2 separate regions of the Mus musculus genome follow, and region 2 is linked to region 1. Evidence: chromatin contacts called from public HiChIP or PLAC-seq data. All regions are on one chromosome and are shown on one strand. The core of a region is the stretch at or near the end of the contact, and the rest is flanking DNA. Distances in the headings are between cores, read along the strand shown. Region 1 holds the start of Gdap1l1 (ganglioside-induced differentiation-associated protein 1-like 1). Region 2 holds the start of Hnf4a (hepatic nuclear factor 4, alpha).

Evidence for each region. HiChIP or PLAC-seq counts read pairs in DNA pulled down with a chosen protein or histone mark.
Region 2: a contact with region 1 is called in an HNF4G HiChIP or PLAC-seq map of pancreatic cancer cells. The contact joins the promoter of Hnf4a here to the promoter of Gdap1l1 in region 1. A contact is called at or near these places in 10 of 39 promoter capture datasets (the 3T3-L1 cell line, 3T3-L1-derived adipocytes, cranial neural crest and 5 more), 2 of 115 datasets of contacts at active chromatin or transcription factors (embryonic stem cells and pancreatic cancer cells) and 3 of 9 other capture datasets (adipose tissue, liver and pancreatic islet).

What each region holds. Positions count from the first base shown.
Region 1 is chr2:163,435,954-163,442,821 of GRCm38.p6, forward strand. It overlaps Gdap1l1 (ganglioside-induced differentiation-associated protein 1-like 1), which reads left to right and starts at 2,514. Exons shown (of 6, transcript NM_144891.2): 1 at 2,514-2,772. The coding sequence starts at 2,593.
Region 2 is chr2:163,543,260-163,550,127 of GRCm38.p6, forward strand. It overlaps Hnf4a (hepatic nuclear factor 4, alpha), which reads left to right and starts at 3,896. Exons shown (of 10, transcript NM_008261.3): 1 at 3,896-4,160. The coding sequence starts at 4,046.

The DNA.
Region 1 (6,868 bases), core at 1,264-3,763:
TTCTCTTTTTTTTTTTGTATGTTTGAAAATTGAAAACAAACAAGCAAAGAAAAATGCTAGAATTACATCTTTTGCCTCACTTGAGAAAACACCTCCATGAGATCAGGCTGTAGAGCATTTTCTTAGTGATTGATGGGGGTTGGGGCAGCCCACTGTGTGTGTAGCAGGGTTGCACCTCTGGACTGACTTTCCTGTTATCAATAGGAAATTAGGCTGAGAAGCCATAGAGAGAAAGCCACTAAGCATCACTCTTCCATGGCCTCTGCTTGCATCAGCTCCTGCCTCCATATTCCTGCCTGGTTTGAAGTTCTGCCCTCAGTGAACTACAATTCATGATATGTAATTGTTTTTATGTTTCAAGACAGGATTTCTCTGTGTAGCCCTGACTGTCCTGGAACTCACTCTATAAACCATGCTGGCCTCAAACTCAGAGATCTGACTGCCTCTGCCTCCCAAGTGCTGAGATTAAAGGCGTGTGTCATCACTGCCTGGCCGAGATATATAATCTTAATAAACCCTTTCTTCTCCAAGTTACTTTTAGTCTTGGCATTTCATCATAGCAATAGAAACCCTCACCAAACCAAGTGGTATTTCCTAGAATGATTAACCGAAGGAGAAAGACCACCCCCTCCCTACTATGGACACCACCTATGCCTATTGATAGCCCAGTATAAAAAGATCTAAAGAAAAAGAAGGGCTGCTTTTTGCCTGCCTGCCTTTGTGCCCTGCTGGAGAGTGCATGTACTTGGCTGCTGCTTCTGCCGCCATCGCCATCATCCTTCACTGGGACAGAACCCAGCTTCTTTGGCCTTCCAATCCAAAGACTAGTAGCTCCCTAGGCCTGCAGAGCCCTGTTAGAAGTGCTGAAACTTCACCCCCACAGACTAAGCAGCTTCTGAGCTCCCAGGTTCTCCAGCATGCAGACAGCTGCTACAGGACCATTCAGCCTGGTTCGTGGAAAGCGATCTAATAAAAAACCTGGGGAGACCAATTAAACAATGAGACTCAGAAAAAAATGCAGCTCCAGGCTCCTGGCAGCCATGGCATAAAGGAAAGAAAAAGTTCCACAGAAGTTCGCTTACTTTAGTAGAAGAAAAAAATAAATAAATAAAAATAAAAATAAAAATAAAAATAAAAATAAAAAAAAGACCAGCCACGTCTTCAACACTGTCTGTGAGGTGAAGTGTCCAGGACTCCGAAACAGCAAACAGTGAGGCCTGCTCTCCCAGTTACACTAACTCATAAGAGCAGGGTTCGACAAACGGGCTCACGAGACAGGGGTTCTTAGTAAAATTGGCCTACATAAGTACATTCTGTGACGTTTGCAGACATTGCCCAAGGATATATTTCTTATAACTTCTCCCACTCTTTAGGGGCCAGCAACTGTATTTTTCAACTACTATCTCGGGGTCCACTTCTCAAAGGTAAATTATGACATTAATAACATTCATATTCTGGGACTGAAGAGGTGGCTCAGCTATTAAGAACACTGGCTGTTCTTCCAGAGGACTGGTGTTCAAATCCACATGGTGTCTAACAACTGTAACTCCAATTCCAGGGGATCTGACACCTCTTCTGGCCTCCGAGGGCACTAGACATGCATCTGGCACCCAGACATATTCATGCAGACAAAAACACCCATACACATACAAATAAATAAATATCTAATAAAATATTTTCCAGGGGAAGCATGGGTATGCTTAGGTAACCTTACCTAAGTTCCAAAGAACATTTAAAATCTCCTACAGGAGAGGCACAAGGGCTGTCTACAGACTCCTACCTGGCTACATATCCTAGGGTAATGGTGTCACCTAGGATCCCACCAATGGTACCCCTCCTCACCTGGGAAAGTCATGTCTACATAGCTAAGACACATGATTCCTTTAAAGAGCTTGAGTTGCTGCTTGCAGGACTGCTGAATCACGAGCCAGTCCCGTCCTGTATGAAGCCAGCCTTGAGTTTGAATCTCAGCTCCACCAGTTAGCAGCTCTATGACCTTGAGCAAGGTCACTTCTCCTCTGAGCCTCCCTTTCTTCCTCTGTAAATCAGGCCAAAGGGGTAGACCGCTGGAAAGCCCTTAGTGCCTGTGCCTGGGCAGAGAGAAAGTGCCGATGTGGTTAACAAATTACAATTCATCCCCTTCTGCTGTTGGAAACCCTTTAGGAAGGGGAACATCAGAAAATGGAGTTTCAAATAAAGCTATCTCCAGACACTACTTGTGAAAAAGGGTTAACAGACCTCTATACTGCCATTTATCTAAACTAAGAAGTGTTTCCGCAAGATTGAGAGGCACAAATGCGTAATTATGGTGAAGTCTTTGGCAGGTGACTGACCAACTGTGAGCGCTCTGGGGGGCTTGGCCCGGGTTTCTGCAACCTTCCCTCCCTAGGGCCCTCAGGGAGGACCTCCAGCTGGGAGGAGGAGGAAAGAGCCCCGGGATCCCCTTGCCCCTCCTCCTGCACCCAGTGAGTAATGACATCGCGGGGAGGGGGAGGAGGAAGAGGGGCAGGCTCGAAGAGGCCATGTGATGCTGGGCGCCAGCGAGCCGCTGCCGAGCCGCCTCCTTCCTCCTTCCTCGGATCGCGGGCTGTCATGGCGACCCCCAACAACCTGACCCCCACCAACTGCAGCTGGTGGCCCATCTCGGCACTGGAGAGCGATGCAGCCAAGCCGGTGGAGACCCCCGACGCGCCCGAGGCATCCAGCCCCGCCCATTGGCCCAAGGAGAGCCTGGTTCTGTACCACTGGACCCAGTCCTTCAGCTCGCAGAAGGTAGAGCGGGCGCGGGGTGCGGACAGGCGACTGGGAGGGGACCGGAGAGAGAGGCAGGTAGCACCGGGGGTCCCCGGAGGGAACTGTCCTGAGGGGCCGCAGAGCCCTGCCCCAATGCCAGGAGCATCTCCTTAGGCCTCGTTTCCTCCTGGGGACACCTGAACAGAGAGACAAAGGCCGGGGACAGACCTGCCCTGCCGGCAAGCGGCCTGATGGGGCTGAGCAGAGGAAGCCTCACTTTAGGCCAGCTTTCATCCCATCCACTGTTCCAGACACTCTCGGGCCACAGCTCTGAGGCCCTCGTTCTAGCAGGGGTCTTCTTCAGTCAGGGACTTAGGAAGTCTTTCCTCCCGCCGTCACCCTTTCTCAAGAGCTGAGAAGGAAGGAGTTAACCCATCCCCTCAGAGCAGCTGGCTTGCCCATCAGATTTGTTTTGCTCTTAAAGGCACAGACCGGCTTTGGCTCCTTAGACCACTTAGAACACTCCCCTCCTTTCTAGGGTAGGGGCAGTTGAAAGTACACCTTAGTACTGTCACCGGGGTTTCCGCTTTGTAGGAGTGAGATTAGGCTCTGCGCCCAATACCTGGTGGTTCTAAGGGACTCAGTCTCCCACCCTGCCTGGGTAGCAGTCCTGTCTGTAGCCAGTGGGTTCAGCACCATGGCCAGAGCCCAGAACTCGTTCTAAGGCATAGCTGTTTGTTACCTGACTACCCCAGCTCCCCACCGCCCTGTCCCATGCCTTCATTTTACACATGGGGGCCGGCAAGTATTGCTGAAGATAAATGCTTGGGAAAACAAAGACTTGGATTTGTGTTTTGGTCCAGGTTAAGTTTTATAACCTGAAAAATGGGATAGTGATAGAGGTAATAATAGCCACCAGGAACTTGAACCCCTCAGTAGAGTTTCTGGAGGGGCTGTTTAAGGGGTGACACAACAGTACTCCAGGCTGGCTCTACTCACACCCCACTGTGCCTTGAAATCACTTCATGATCCTGGCTAAGACACAGCCTGCCAGAATCTGCCCCAGATGGCTGTTAGTCTAGAGGCCCACCTAGGTGATACTGAGAAAGTTGGGCTACCTATCACTCTTTGGTCTCCCAATTTAGAGTCCTTGAGTCTGAGATTAGCCAGGGAGAGCCCAGTGGGAGAACCATCTTCTTCGCTGGCCCACTATGAAGCTTTGGATGCCTCGGTTTACCTCTCCAAAGGCTAAGCGCTCTGATCTGTAAAGTGGAATAAACATTGTCACTTCTGCAGGGGAGCTACCGTGAGGATGATGTGAAATTGTGTAGAGAGAGTGTTGCTGTTGATGCCTGGTAAGGGATGGAGGGTCTGTTGATAAGGGTGTGAGGATTTGTTAAAGTGTTAGGGGGTGGAACAGGGATCAGCTCAGTAGCAGAGCTTGTGCTTAACGTGAACGAGGCTCTGGACTCAAATCTCAGCATCAAAATAAAAATTGCTAGATAAAGAAGAGTCGAAGCTAGCCAAGGTCACTCTGAGACCTGTCCATGCATTTTCATGTGCTTACCAAGCACCTACTTGCTTGCTGAGTGTGTCCTGGGTTGTACACGACACTGGGGATTTGAAGATGGGTCAGACTGACCTCCAGTTCCCAGAACTCTCCCAATGCAAACCTTCTGGAAGCAGACCTCGATGACTGGGATACAATATGTGGTAGTGGGAGGCATCCCCCTGCTGTCCCTCTAGAGACTCTCCTGCTCCTCTCTCAGGGAAGATTCACGATTCAGCCTGAGCGTGGGGCATAGGTGGGCTGGAGTTAGGGAAGGGACTACTCACAGCAGCACTCCTTTAGGCTAAGTGTCTCTCAAGCTAGCTAGGCATCCTCGTGCCTCCTCCACCAGGGTACAGTCACACAGCCTGAAAGCAGCACACAGGAATAGGAGGATGGGTTTGACAATCATTTGGCTGGGTTCATATCCTCTTGGCTGTTTATCCTCTGAGTGACTCTGGGCAAGTCACTTCACCTGTCTATGACTCAATCCTCACCTGCAAACAGGGCCTTGCTTTTCTCTGGGCTCTGCAGATTGCCTGGGGGATTTCCAGAACACTGGTGTGTGTTAAGAGCCTAGTGTGCAGTAGGAACACAGTGGGTGCATTCCATCTTCCCCTTTGGCCCTTAGGCCAAGCTTGCTGCAGAATCTCTGGGAAGCCCCTCCTTGATTGTATCTGAGCTCTTACTTGCAGAAATGTCCTACCTTAGAGAGTGATGGCAATCCCTGTGGGCACTGGGGACTGTAGTAGATCCTAAGGGCAGCAAGATCATGTATGAGCCCAAAGTCTAGACTCTGGGCCTAGCCAGCTGGGCTGCCCCTGACTAGCAGGACTATATACACACATTACTTTGCCTCTTGTGTCTCAGTGATGCATTTGATAAACTGGGGGGTAAAGGCAGTATGTGAACTCCTGAGCATTGCCTAGAAAGTACATGGCATGTGCCAAGGACTCTGTGATTGCTGACTGCCATGAAGACACCAGTTGTGACATGAGACACATTCAGTCCTTGTCCCTCTCAGACCCTGTGGATATCATAACCTCTCTAGGTTTCACCTTGTTTGGTCTTTTGTGGGCAACACTAGTAACTCAACCTGAGGGTGTGAGGACTGAGTGATGCCATGCACGGTCATGGATGGAGCTCCTGATTGATTACACAACTGCGCACTGACGGAGTGCTCAGGCACTGTCCTGGGTGGTGGTCAGAGGCCACAGGGCTGGGAAGAAGCTAAGACTGCTTACTGGGAATATGAGTATGGCTCCCATATGTCCATGGCCTTCTCTGAACCTCAGTTTCCTCAATAGGAAAATATATCAGCTACCACCTGCCAGCATCCCTCCTTCCCCATACAGAATGAATAGCCTTTCCTATCCCAGTGTCCTCTACATTATATATACACACACAGATACACACACACACACACCCACACACCACTCCCCATCCCCCTTATATCTGCTAGGTTGTTTGTTTATTTTGTTTTGTTTTAGCTTGTTTTTTTTGTTTTGTTTTTTGTTTTTTGTTTTTTTGTTTTTTGTTTTTTTTTTTGGGTTTTTTTTTTTTTTTTTTTACAGAACTAAGCTACTTGCTACTGGCTAGCTTTGCCAGGTCATGCATAGTCTCTAGGCTTGTTTCCTCTTGTAAAGTTTGGATAGTGACAGTGTTGGGGTATTCACAGGTACTGGTACCACATCCCAGAGTATCTGTAGGGAGTGTATGCTTTAGTTCACATAAGGCTGTCTGTACATCACTTGGGACAGTAGACGGATGTAAGAGTGGCCTGGTGATGATCTTGCTATTTCTATGAGAGTGGTCTCAGGCTATCCTGGCACCCTGAAACATATCTGAGTAGAGGTTCCTTCGCCCCATCCTCTTGGACCCTTCCCCTGTCCCAGCTGTGCCTGCGAGGAGCCCTGTACCAGCCTTCAGCCCCCAAAGTTAAAAGCCTTAGGTCTGGGTCCTGCCAGGGACCAGTACTCCTGATTCCATGCAAGAGCTGAAAGGATAACTATCTCGTCTTTCAAACTCCTGGGCACTTCCTACCAGCCTGACCTACTGTGTGTTCAGCAGGATCCTCGCAATGGCCCAAAGGCACCTAACATGATTGGGAGTCAGGATGCAGTCACAGATAGCCATGGATCCTTCTCAGCACACTGTTTTCAGTTGAATAACGTCCCATGGTAGGGTAATTAGAGCAGAAAAGGACCCAGTTGTTTTCAAGGTCATCTATGGGAATATTTTTAATACCACCACTCCATGTAATGACGTGTCTTTCTGCACCAGCCCACTATCTGACACAGTCTGGAGGCAGGTCCTCTTCAAGTCCCAGTGAGTATACACATACTTTGAGTAACTGCAACAACTGTCAAGCCACACCCACACCCGACCTGTCTGCCCACGTCCTTAAAGAAGGGATAACAGTCAGGGAACTTCTGTCACTAAAGGAACATGTCATCCCTGCCCTCACTCACGGACTCCCTGAATTTATTTGCACATGGCTCCCTGCCTGAGTCTGGGAATCTTCATTAAATCATAGTACATAATCCTTATACTCCATTCCTGGTCCTCACCCACCTGTCCTGGCCT
Region 2 (6,868 bases), core at 2,646-5,145, 110 kb after region 1:
GGGAACTTGAGCCCAGGAACTCAAGGCCGGGTTGGGTAACACAGTAAATCCCATCTTGAATACATAACCCGATTTGAGCCTGCTGAGGTCAGAAATAATACTAGTATGATGTGTGTCCGTATGTTGTGATTTAGCTTATACGGCTGTGTGCCTATGTATGTGTAGGTTGAGCATGCATAAGTATGTGTATGTGTGCGTGGATCTGACATCTGTGCCCTCCCTCCTCTACCACATTCCGCTTTGCTTGTGGACAGGGCTTCTCACTGAACCTGGGGCTCACTGTTTGCTTAGGTTGAATGGTCTGTGAGCCCTGAGATCCCCTCCCTCCCCTCCCCCATCTCTGCCTCCTTTTACTGAGATTAGAAACAATATAAGCCATGCCAAGTTTTTCATGTGGGTGAGGAAGACTTGAACTCAGGTCCTTGGGCTTGTGTGGCAAGCACTCTACCCACTGAGCCATCTCCCCAGAACCCTTTTATTGTTTTTAAATTAAAAAAAAACTATTTATTATTTGTGGGTAGAAAGAGATAGAGAGGTGGGATGGGGTGGGCACAGCGATAGAGATGTAGATTGAGGGTGGGCATGATCTCGCTGAAGTCAGAGGACTATGCTTAGGGGTCGGTTCTCTCCTTCTGTGGGTTCAGGAACACTAGCTTCAAATTGCTTGTCCCAGACTCCAGGACCATTAGAGCGCACAAGTGTGACACCCGTAGGCCAAGGAGGGCTGCCGGGAGGGTACTGCTCGGAGTCAGCTGAAGGTGGAGGGAATTATGAATGAGACGGTTATGCAGTTTATGATCCATGAATGAGTAGGTTGCAGTGCGTGAGTCGTGACAGGGTGGGACACGGGTGTGGAGCCTGCAGCACTCCATGTGTGCCAGGGTTTGTGTACCTAGCAACTCTTCTCACCTGAGCTCTCTTTTCCTCTTGATAGCTCTGTCTATTCGTGATGTGTCCTGGCCAACCCTAGTTCATCACAGACTGTATTTAGTGGATTCTACATCATCATCCATAAAAAGACTCACTAGGTTGCTGCCCTAATAAACCTCTGACTGGCTAACGATCACACTCCGCTTAGAGAATGGTGGAACTGTGTCTTTTCCAGGGAGCAGGACAGATGTGCTAAATACTGTAGAGTGGCTGTGGGTGGCTTGTCACCTGCTGTCCCTTTCCACCCAATCCAGCCCTTTGCTAAGTGGAACCAGAATGGGCCTGAAAGGGTCCGAAGTCAACCTCAGACCTTTTAGGGATCTTAAGGTGTCAGTTGCAAGCTCCAATCTTTCCTCTCCCTTCTACCAAGAAACAAAGGATGAGCCTGGAATCTTTCCCCACCGTAATGAAAGTTGCCCAGAGAAGGAATGAGAACCACAAATCCACTTGAGGAGTGATAGAAATTGTGTTTAATCATGTGCGAGTGTCCATGACAGAAGCAGGGCACACCAGGTCTGACTTAGATCACCAAGCTTGCAAGGCAAATGCCATTCATTGCCTGTCGAGCCATCCTGCGGGCCCCAGAGAGTTTCTAAACTCACAGCACTCACCCCTGAGTCTAATATCTTTCTTTTCCATGATTGCCTTCCGCCATCTTGTCTCTAGGGACAGGATGGAAAGGACAGAATAAAGTACAGAAACAGGGCATCTGATGGTATCACTATGGTGTTAAGGCTCATCTACACATCCATTCACTCATTCACTCGCTCACTCACTCACTCACTCATTCAATCACTCATTCATTCACTCACTCATTCACTCACTCACTCATTCACTCACTCACTCACTCACTCATTCAATCACTCATTCATTCACTCACTCACTCACTCATTCACTCATTCAATCACTCATTCATTCACTCACTCACTCATTCATTCATTCACTCATTCACTCACTCATTCACTCACTCATTCATTCACTCATTCACCTTTTACATATTCATGAGTTTCAGTCATTCACTCAGTAATTCACCTGGTCTCCTAGTCACTGACTTTTCTGGTTCATTCTCTCATCCCAGAGCAGACTCTGTTTCTCAGTCTTGCCCTGTGTCGTTACCATGTCCTCTGAATTGCTCTTTCAACTAGCTGAGCAAGACAGGCCCTGAAGCTTCCTAAGGTCCTGCCCTCACAGTCGGCCTTCTGTGACTTCCTTTCTCCAGCTAGTGGGAGTCTCAAAAGTGTCAGCAGAGAACACAGAGGGGGACTACACAAAGGGACAGGTGCCCCAGGCCCAGAGTCAAGCCTTATAAAGGATGTAGACAGTGAAATGAACATTTAAAGAAAAAGGGTTTTAAAGGCTAAAAAAAGGTAGGGGTAGGATTGAGAGATGGCTCAGTGGTTAAGAGCACTGGCTGCTTTTTCAGAGGACCAGAGTTTAATTCCCAGCACCCACATGGCAGCTCACAACTGTCTGTAACTCCAATTCCAGGGGATCCAACACCCTCTTCTGGCCTCCATAGGCACCAGGTATGCATGTGGTGCACAGACATACATGCAGGCAAAACACTCATACAAATATTGTATTTTTTAAAAAAACCCTTTAAAAGAATGGAATGAATGTTGAGCCATGCAGAGAAAAGGGGGAAAAGGTGGATAGAAAGAAACGGAAAGCCGGGCGTGGTGGCGCATGGCTTTAATCCCAGCACTCGGGGAGGCAGAGGCAGGCGGATTTCTGAGTTCGAGGCCAGCCTGGTCTACAAAGTGAGTTCCAGGACAGCCAGGGCTATACAGAGAAACCCTGTCTCGAAAAACCAAAAAAAAAAAAAAAAAAAGAAAGAAAAGAAAAAGAAAGAAAGAAAGAAAGAAAGAAAGAAAGAAAGAAAGAAAGAAAGAAAGAAAGAAAGAGGGGGGAGGGAGGGAGGGAGGGAGGAAGGAAGGAAGGAAGGAAGGAAAGAAGGAAGGAAGGAAGGAAGGAAGGAAGTTAGTTTGGGCAAAAGGGAAGAGGGACCCTAAAATGAGAAGAGGAATTAGTTGGGCATGGTGGCACATTCCTGTTAGTTCCAGCTCTTGGAAGGCTGAGGCAGGAGTGTCAAGAATTTGAGCTCAACTTGGGCTCCATAGCAAGACAAAATGATGGTTTGGGGGTGAGGCGTTAGCCAACGCACCTTGACAGTTATTTTTAGATCTTATGTATTACCCAAACTACCCTTTCAGATTGCCCCATGCAGTCTAGGAGATGGAAACTGAGGCTTGGGAGGAGAATCATTTACTTAGTGTCACAGTTCTCATGGGGCAGGTGCCTGAGCGGAAGCCCAGGTCTATGGGCTGCAGCTCTTGTCTGTGCCTGTCCTGGGAGGGGTATGCACTGTGCAAGCATTCAGTGTTTTCAGGAAACCATCTATGGTTCAGCTGGAGCAACCAAGAGATATCCAACCGCTGGGTGAGTCCCAGCGGTTCCCAAAGCATGTGACAAACCAGAAGGGAACCAGAAGAATCCTCTTCAGCAAGATCCGAAAGACCCAAGTGTGGGCTTGGGTGTTAGGTTTCCAGTTCAAGCGACCCAGGACAGCTTTATCTCAAATTGAGGATAGAAGTCAATGATCTGGGACGTGATTGGCTTAGGGCTTCATAGTGGTAGGCTTGCCAGTGTCTAAACATGTCAGCTGGGTTGTCCACCTTGGTGAGACTTGGGGGCTGCTGAGGCAAGGGGTCCAACCAATGCCAGTCCTGTTGGGTGCCTGCCTTGGAAGATTGGTAAGTGACTATTAATGAGCGGGAGGTGGGGGGGGGGGCAACAGTTGTAATTAGCACCCCAGGTGTCAGTCAGAAACCAACAAACAGCCAAATCCTCGTGGCTCCACCCAGCCTACCCAGCAACGGGGGTGATTAACCATTAACTCCTACCCCTCCCCACAGAGCCTCCACCCTCTGCAGAGGCTAGGCCAGGACGCCAGGCTGAGTCTCCCAGAGGACAGTTTGAAAGAGAGGAAGGCAGAGAAGGGACCTGGGAGGAGGCAGGAGGAGGGCGGGGACGGGGGGGGCTGGGGCTCAGCCCAGGGGCTTGGGTGGCATCCTGGGCCGGGCAGGACAGGGGGCTAAGGCGTGGGTAGGGGAGAATGCGACTCTCTAAAACCCTTGCCGGCATGGATATGGCCGACTACAGCGCTGCCCTGGACCCAGCCTACACCACCCTGGAGTTTGAAAATGTGCAGGTGTTGACCATGGGCAATGGTAGGTGGGGGCAGTTGGACTGAGGTATGGAGCGGGTCTTTGGCACTAGACTTTGGGATGGGAGGGAAAATGCAGAAAATTGTAGGTTGGTCCTATAGGCTCGTACAGGTGTTGCCAGGCGAAGCAAATGGGCCTTCGTCGTACTGTGGCCAGAGGCATTCTGGGTGACCGAGGCCTGCCGAGGTGGATTTCCAACAGAAAAATTCCCCAGACCCTCCCTACTTAGGCCCCCGGGGGTCTTAGGCTGTCCCGATTACCATGTTAAGGAAATGGGGCCGTGATAGTGAGCTTCCTCCGGGTGGCTGCAGAAATCAATCCTGTCCAACATGGCCCTATCTTCGGGCCCCTGGGCCCTTTTACGTGCAAGCTACAAAAGGTCTGTCTTGTCTCTAGTGATTGTGACAGGAGGCACGGCTGCGTTTCAGACTTTGGGAAACTGGAGTTCAGGAGAAAAGTAGAATTTCTGGGCTTCCTGTCTAAAAGGCCAACATAGCGGTGTGCGTTTACACGTACGGTCCTAGGTGTCCTTGTAAGAGTATGAGAGGCACGGCAAATGCAATACAGCTGCGTGCCTTTTCCCCTTTTTGAGTTTGTGTCCCAGCTTCATCTGTATGCGTCGAATGGTCTGTAGTTCTGTCTCCAGGATCTTTTGGTTTTTGGTTTTTGGTTTGGTTTTGGTTTTGTTTGTTTGGTTGGTTTGGTTTGAATACATATTTGTATGTATAGTGTCTGTAAATGTGGATGACAGATCTAACATACTTGTAAATGTGGCCATACCCTGTGCTTTCTGCCTGGTGGCCCTGCATGGCATTTTGCTTTTGATATGTGCATATAGCCCCTGTGATACTGGGCACCACTCTCTGGTATACAAGATTGTGTAGTGTCAATTTGGTAGGACTCTTTTTGTTTGGTTGGTTGTTTTATTTTTTTGAGAGAGGGTCTCTACGTAGCTCTAGCTGTCCTGAAACTCACTACATAGACCAGGCTATTCTCAAACTCACAAGAGTGCCACCTGCCTCTGCTTCCCAAATGCCAAGTTTAAAGGCATGCACCCACTAGACCCAGCCTGGTTTTGTTTGTTTGTTTGTTTGTTTGTTTTTGGTTTTGGTTTTTGATACAGGGCATATGTGTTCCTGAGCTGGCTTGAAACTTAGAACATACTCCCAGGCCAGCCTGGAACTTGAGGTCCTTTGATCCAGCCTTCTAAAGCACCAGGGTTATGTTGTGAGAGTCTTCTTCACTGTGACTCTCTACCAAAACTTGGCATTCGTGGCAGCAGCTTGTGTGTTTTGTGTCTCTGTTGTCCCTGTGTCACCATCCTTCAAACACCTGCTCCAATATCACCGAGTATGTGTCTGTGGGGTGGTGGGTGTTTCCTTTGCCAGAGGGTTGAGAAGGCAGGTGTCCTGGGAAGCTTCTGGAAGGGACGGGACCAGGTTCAAGGCTAGCACTGGAGAGAGAGATGGCACTTGGCTGAGGCTGGCCTGCCACCACCCTCCCTCCATGATGCTTCCTCTTCCTTTCAGAATTCAAAGCTTAGGTCTGGAAAGCTGTGTGCGCTCTCAATCTAGCTAGAAGGAGGAGGCAGCGTGTGGGCTCTGTCCATGGTCAGTCCCCCTGCCCCCTCCCCCCTCCCCCGATGCTTGCCCCTAGTATCTCTTGCCAAGTACCATGTGACCTTGGGTACACTACCTCCTTCTTTGTCTCTTGTGCAGTATGGAAATGGGTTTCTTTACCCCAGCTTCGTTGGACAGGGGTGATTCAGAGGGGTTTACTCAGGGAAGTGTTCAGGGCGAACAACTTGCTTCTGCCGGAGATGGTAACACGTGACCCCCCCCCCCCAAACAGGGACAGTATTTGCTGTCACACTCCTGGCCACCACATAGCCTCTTCAGTATCTAGGAGTTCTGTGTTCCTGTACCTGATTAAGTGTCCTGAAGACACAACAGTCACCCCCAGCTCTGAAAAAAAAAACCCTCCTCCCCAGCCTCAGTTTCTTCATCTGTAAAACGGGGACAGGTAGAACAGCATATAAGGTTTACAAGGGATTTCCTTGTGCTTGCTTGATCCTGATCTCTATACGGGCGGTCTCCAGGACTCGGCATATGTCGGAAGGGTCCGTATGCCCTTCTGGAGTTCACAGAGCTCTGAGAGTTGAGGTTATAGGAGGTTGTCCTCCAAAGTGATTGGGGGACCATCCTGAGCTAATGGCTAGAAGATGTTAAGGATGTCTGCTCCCACATTCCATCCCCGATCCAGAAACAGCAGAAGGGTCTTGTTTTTAAAGTCTCCACAGATCCCCAGGCAAGGGTAACATGGTTAGGGCACAGTATACTAAGCCATAAACCCAGTCCCTCTGCCTGGAAGCAGTGTAACGATGCTGGACAAGTCCCTTGTTCTCTTTGAGCCTCAGTGTTCTTAACTGGGAAATGGAAGTGGCCTGCTGACCTCAGGGGGCCTATGCTGCCCAGCAAGGGGACACTTGCTGGCCTCTGCCCAAGTTGCGGGCTCAGCTCTCCCTGGGGGTCAAGGGAGGAGAGGCTGAGGGAGAAAGAGCCAATGAAGCTTAACAATTATCCCCGCCTTGGGAATAATTCACCAGCCGGAGGGGGCTCCGCTCTGAACACTCAGAAGTCCTAGGGATGGTTCAGCCAGAAGACAGCAGAAATGAGAAACAGCTGCCAGACACCTGCTGGGGGAGTTCTCTT